Regions from separate parts of the Arachis hypogaea genome. Here region 1 is linked to region 2. A link is a contact called in public Hi-C data. All regions are on one chromosome and are shown on one strand. The core of a region is the stretch at or near the end of the contact, and the rest is flanking DNA. Distances in the headings are between cores, read along the strand shown.

Evidence for each region. A called contact is a pair of places that touch in the nucleus more often than the background predicts.
Region 1: a contact with region 2 is called in a Hi-C map of leaf, with 2.0 times the contacts expected there. The contact joins the promoter of LOC112790284 here to the enhancer-like site in region 2. A contact is called at or near these places in 2 of 8 Hi-C or Micro-C datasets (leaf and an unstated tissue).

The regions. Positions count from the first base shown.
Region 1 is chr3:36,447,984-36,451,229 of arahy.Tifrunner.gnm2.J5K5, forward strand. LOC112790284 (lysM domain-containing GPI-anchored protein LYP6) reads left to right here and starts at 1,951. Exons shown (of 5, transcript XM_025832613.3): 1 at 1,951-2,706; 2 at 2,861-2,975; 3 at 3,064-3,225. The coding sequence starts at 2,034.
Region 2 is chr3:36,316,481-36,319,444 of arahy.Tifrunner.gnm2.J5K5, forward strand. No RefSeq gene overlaps it. Among protein-coding and RNA genes, the nearest start is that of LOC112793997, 21 kb to the right of the region's middle. Within about 2 kb of position 1,626, at least 2 of the 3 cell types and tissues checked have open chromatin away from gene starts, as enhancers often do.

The sequences.
Region 1 (3,246 bases), core at 701-3,200, 130 kb after region 2:
TTATTTTTTTAATACTTTTACTCCTGTTATTAAATTTTCTTGAATCCGTCACTATATATAATCGTATAACTAAGGGATAAGTATTGTTTTGGTCCCTAACGTTGAGGGTCAGAATCGAAACCGTCCCTGGTATAATTTTGGATTTAAAATCATCCTTAATGTTATATTTCATTTTAAAATCGTCCTTTCTAATAATTTTTTTTGTAAATGACAAAACTACCCTTTTTTATAAATAATTTTTTTAATAAAAAATATATAAAATTAAAAAAAAAAGAAAAGAAAAGACACGAGGGGGGAGGGGAGACACGTGGGGGAAAGGTGAAAGGATGCGGGAGGGGGTGGGGTGAGGAAGAAAGGAAAAGGAGAAAGGGAGAGGGGGAAGGAGAAGGGGGAGAGGGACGGCGCTGGCGAAGCTTGGAGCTGCCGTCGCCGTTGTGGTCGCGAGTCAGGGAGAGAGCCTCGACTTCTGCACCGCTACTCCTCACTGCCGTGTTCTTGCCACTGTTCTTCGCCGCCTCGCCGCCTCACCGTTTCTGCTTCTTGCTTCGATCTCTGTTTCTGCTTCGTCTTCTGCTTCTTCTGGTCTGCTTGAGTGCTTCTGCTTCTGTATCTTCTGCTTTGTCTTCTACTTTTTGCTTCTGCTTGAGTGCTTCTACTTCTGCATCTTCTACTTCTGGGTTTGCATCTTCTGATTTTAATTTGTTATTTTTTGATTTTATCATTATTGTGTGTTGATTTGTTGAAGCTGATTTTGATTTGTTGAATCTGGATTTGAATAATAGATTTGTTCATCATAATCTCTAATTTCCTAATTTTATTGTTGGTTTTGTTGTTGTTTTGATTTCTGAATTGCTATTGCTTTTTGTTGTTTTTGGTTTTGTTGTTGTTTTTGATTTCTGAATTATGGATCCTTTAATTTAGAACAGCAGATTGTAGAATAAATGTGAGACACCAAAAATGAATTTGAGTGAAACAAAATGAATGAATGAAGTGAGATACCAAGAGGAGGAAGGTTGAATGGCTGAATCTTGAGTGTGTTAATGACAACAAGAATTTGTTAATGGAAGAAAAATGAAAGAAGAATTTGTTCTTCTTGAAGAAGAAGAGAATTTCTTCTCCTGGAAGAAGAAGAATGAAATGGTAAAAAAAGGGTATTTTTGTCATTTAAAAAAAAATTTATTAGAAAGGACGATTTTAAAATGAAATGCAACATTAAGGATGATTTTAAATTCAAAATTACACAAGGGACGATTTCGATTCTGACCCTCAACGTTAGAGATCAAAACAATTCTTATTCCTATAACTAACTACTTATACAAGCAGACAAGATTCTGATGAAGATGGCTGTTCATATCAAATTCTGCTGCTTTCTTTTTTAATGCGAACTTGAATTCAGCAGCATGGCATAATAACTGCATGGCCATGCCATGAGGCCATGGACAATCAATTCGATTTCCAAATGGTGGACCTCTTCTCTCACGACATAAAATATATATAGAAAAAAAACTCTGTTACATGGCGAATAATAATGTTGCAGTTATAGCATATAGCCAACAGAGTTTAACTAGGAGACTGTTTTTTTAACCAATATCAATTAATTTTTTAATTTTAAATTTAAAATCTTAAATTTTAAATTTTAACCGTAAATTCTATATCCTTAAAAATTATTTAAAGAATAATGTTATATTAACTGATTTAAAGTTGATTCCTATAGTTATTTCTCTGGAATATATATACATTGACATGCATACATTGAATTTAGGCCATCACGTGTTTTCACCTAACACTTGGGGACCAATTTAATTATTGATGACAGAACTAATAAAAATTAGAGTAATGCTATATATCTATCTAAATTTTTTTTAATCAAGTTTAATTAAATTAAACAATAAAATTTAAAACAATACTAACAATAATCGATATATTAGACTAATTTAATTGAATTTAGTTAACAACAAAAATTTAGATATACATCATTATTCTAAAAACTAATATATTTTTTATCTCTCTTGGATAATTCATCAACGAAAAGAATGATGAGAAACAATGTGCAGCAGCAGCAGCAGTTCAAAGATTCAGCTCTTAAGATGATCTCATTGTGCTCCCTAATTATTGTAGGTGTAGTTGAAACAAAATCAACAATAGAACCATGCAACTCCTCCCAGGCATGCCCCTCACTTCTCTCATACCTCTTGCCATGGGACTCAATGCTATCCGAAATAGCAACACGCTTCAACGTGAACGTCTCAGATATCATGGCCGCAAACTCTGCCTTCCCAATAACAGCATCGTGCGGCAACGAAATCGTGAGAGCAGGATCAACGGTGAAGATACCAGCCACGTGTCAGTGCGTGGATGGAATCAGAAGGTCGGTGTCAGCAGTGTACAGGGTGAAAGCATCGGACACACTGGAATCGATATCAGAGGGTTATGGAGGGCTTGTTACTGCAGATCAAATTAGGAGTTTCAACAAAGGCGTGCCTTTGGTGGATGGAGATGTGGTAGTTATACCGTTGCCGTGCAGTTGCATGAAGAACCAGAATAATGGGGAAAGTGCGGTTTATATGTCCTATGTGGTTCAGAAAGGGGAGACACTGGGAAGCGTGGCGGCTTATTTTGGTACAACTGTTTCTGATTTGGAATTTGTTAACGGTCTTGGACAACCTACCGTTCTACCTGGCGATATTCTATCGATTCCTATTCCAGGTACCTACCTAAAAATCTTATACAAAGTTACATTAAGAACTACTATATTTACTTACACGCCAAACATGTCAAATTATTTAATCCTTGTGTGAGTAATCACACCTATAATGATTGATGACATATCTTGTGTAGAAAATTGTAACGTCCTTTGCAGCATGTTCATCAGCTACTCTGAATTGGTACAATGAGAGTTTGATAGTCCCAAATGGCTCATATGCTTTAACTGCCACCAACTGTATTAAATGCACTTGTGCTCCACAGGGTCTCAAGTAAGCAACCATATGCAAATTCACTCTTAGTAACAATAACGAATTTTAATGCTTGTTGATCGATAAGCTATGTCTTGAATATGGCTAGGATGCAATGTTTTCCTTCTGGAATGGATGTACCTTGCTATAATTTACGTTGCAAGGGATCCAATCTTGCTATTGGGGATGAACATCTGGAATATTCCAATGCTGGATGCAATGTCACCCAATGTGTGTACCGTGGCCATAGGGGTGGAAAAATTCTGAGTAGGTAAGCAAATAAATTCAATAA
Region 2 (2,964 bases), core at 376-2,875:
CTTTCTCAGCCCTCTTTAGTTTTAACTAGTATAGTTCTAAATTTCTAATGTTTCATAACAATTATGAAAAGAGAAAATGAGAAATAGTATTTTTCTTGATTTGAGAGATGTTATTTAGTATTTACAATACAATATAGTTTATTTCAATGTTTATTAACAAGAATAATATTAGCATTCTTTTAAAAAATTTTTTTTTTCTCCGACAGATAAACTGAAGGTCACACTTTCAATTTGCTATAGAAATATATAACTACCCATCGGCGGCGGCTTCAGGAGCCATGGCGTTCAAATCAAAATCATCACTCACTCTTACCTCCCGGCTGCCGGTGCTCTTGTTAACGGCGAAAGCGTCATTTTCACGCCCGTCGACGTCGTCCAGCGCGTCCTCAGTTTGCTCGAGGAGCTCCCTCCTCCATTCCCTGCCACCCTTCCCTTTCTGGTCGAAGTAATCAACGGCCACCTTCATCCTCCTCAGTATGGCGAAGAACTCCTCCACCTCTTCATCCTTGGGAGCTGCCTCGGCGTCCTCTCCTTGCTCCTCCCCCTTCTTCAGCTTCTTGATTCTGGCAGGGTCCTCTCCTTCTCTTGCCTCCTCCACAGCGAGCCTCTTTCTGGCAGTGTTCTGCACTTCCATAACCATATCCAAGGGAAGAGAGGGGGGAGGAGGGAAGGGAGCGAAGAGCGGAATTCAGATCCACAAATAGCAGGAAGGGCGTGAAATATATATGGTCTTGTGGAAAAGTGATGATGACACTGGTTGCAGTCTTTTTGTTGAGAAATTACTTCATTGACATTCCAATATCCCATTGGAATTTTTTTCTATTTCAACTTTTTTTGCATACTGCGTACCCACTTCTTTCAGAGGAGTAGAAAGAAAGAAATGATAATTTAATATATTAAAATTAAATTCCTAAATTAATCGTATATTTAATATATAAATATTTATTAATTATATTATATGTACATTAAAATTAATTATCAAAATTAGTTATTAGTATAAATTATATATTTAAATATAAATATATTAAAATAAATTAAATTATATATATTTATACATAAATATATTAATAATTAGTTTTATTAATAAATTTTAGTATATGAATAGTACTTTTAATATTTAATATATAAAAAAATGATTTCCTATTTATAAATAATTAAATATTTAATAAATAAAGGAATGATTTTTATATTTAATATATTAAAATTGAACTCTTAAATTTTTATTCACTTAAATATTTTGACAACAGATATTACATTAAATGAGTTAGAATTAACATTTGGATGACAATTTAATTAAGGATTTTTTTTTAAAATGACTTATATATATCTTGCTAAGGATATTTTAAGTGAAAAGTTTTGATAAAAATATAAAATAAATATTAATTTTAAATTTTATATATTAAATATATTACAAAAATAAAATTTTTGTTTTTATTTTTCTAACCAATCTTTTTAATATACTATTGATGAAAACTTATATATAACTTGAAAAAAAGAAAAAATATAATTTATTAAGATTTTATATGAAAGTGGAAGATATGGTACATATCGTTAGATGACTTTGAGAAGAGGGCGGATGAGCCGTTGGATTGGTCGTTAGAGACTAATATGAATGCTGATGTCAAGGACAGATGTTCCAATTGCGTCAGCACCAATGCGGGTGATGCACTTCTTGCTTTGTTTTGCAATAGGAAGGAATAGGAGTGTAACTATAGAAATCCAAATGATAATTAATTTTGTTCGAATATTAAATTATTGAATGATTGAATCACTGCCTCAACCGTTTGTTTATTAATGAAATTGATTAATTTAATTACAATTAAATATTTATATAAAAGTATTTTATTTTATTTATAATAAATATTTCTTAGTTTATTTTTGTATTAAATTTATTATTATTTCTGAATTTCAATAATTTATTAATTAGATTATATTTATAATATACATTAAGTATTTATAAAAAAATATATTATATGATCATAGAAAAATATGTTGTTATTAATTAAGAATATTTTAATTTATAAATATTTAATAAAATTTAATATTTATTTTACAAATTATGTATAATTATTAATTACAAAATTTAATAAAAATAAATATAAAATTAAAATTAAATTAAATAAATACAAAATAATTTTAATTGAAGGTGTTATATATATATATATATATATATATATATATATATATATATATATATATATATATATATGTTTGATTCCATGTGTTACTATTTATTTGGTATCCATGTCAATCCATATTTAAAAGGATAAAAAAAATTTATTTATAGTTTATTATATATTTATATATTGTCACATATATTATTAAGAAATAAGATAGCATAGCGACAAAGGAGGCGTTGTATACACCCTACCCTGTGTTTGAACCTCATTGTCAACATTTTTTGAGTTGTAGTGGACGGGAGCTCCTATGATAGTTCGGTAGTGCACGGGTATATCGTGGACCCATGCGAATCTAGTGCAGCCAATCGATTTTTAATTGATTTGACTATCGTTGATCGGTTCAATTACAAATTCGGTCTAATTCATTAATCGAATTGGCTAGACCATCGATTCGATCGGAGGTTTTATAGTCGAATCGGCCAATTCAATTCGATTCTGATAACTATGTTTTTAACTTTTATGCATGGTGGACCAGTACGAATTTTTGGATGTGACTTCACGCAAATTTGCCGGATTTTGACAAGTTTGACCGTCGTTAATTGCTTTTTAATAGTTTAAATACAAAAAATGGTTAATATAGTGAACTAAACTGACCGAATTTTTTGATTTATCAGTTTTTTAGTCGAATTCACCAGTACAATCTAATTTTGATAATAATGATAGTTAGAGAGCACCACACATCTACATACACTTTAAGATATTTAACAATCCAGAGATTAAATGAGTGTTTACATTGTAAATGGATATTGATATAAATTTATTTTTATAGAATTAATTTTATTTG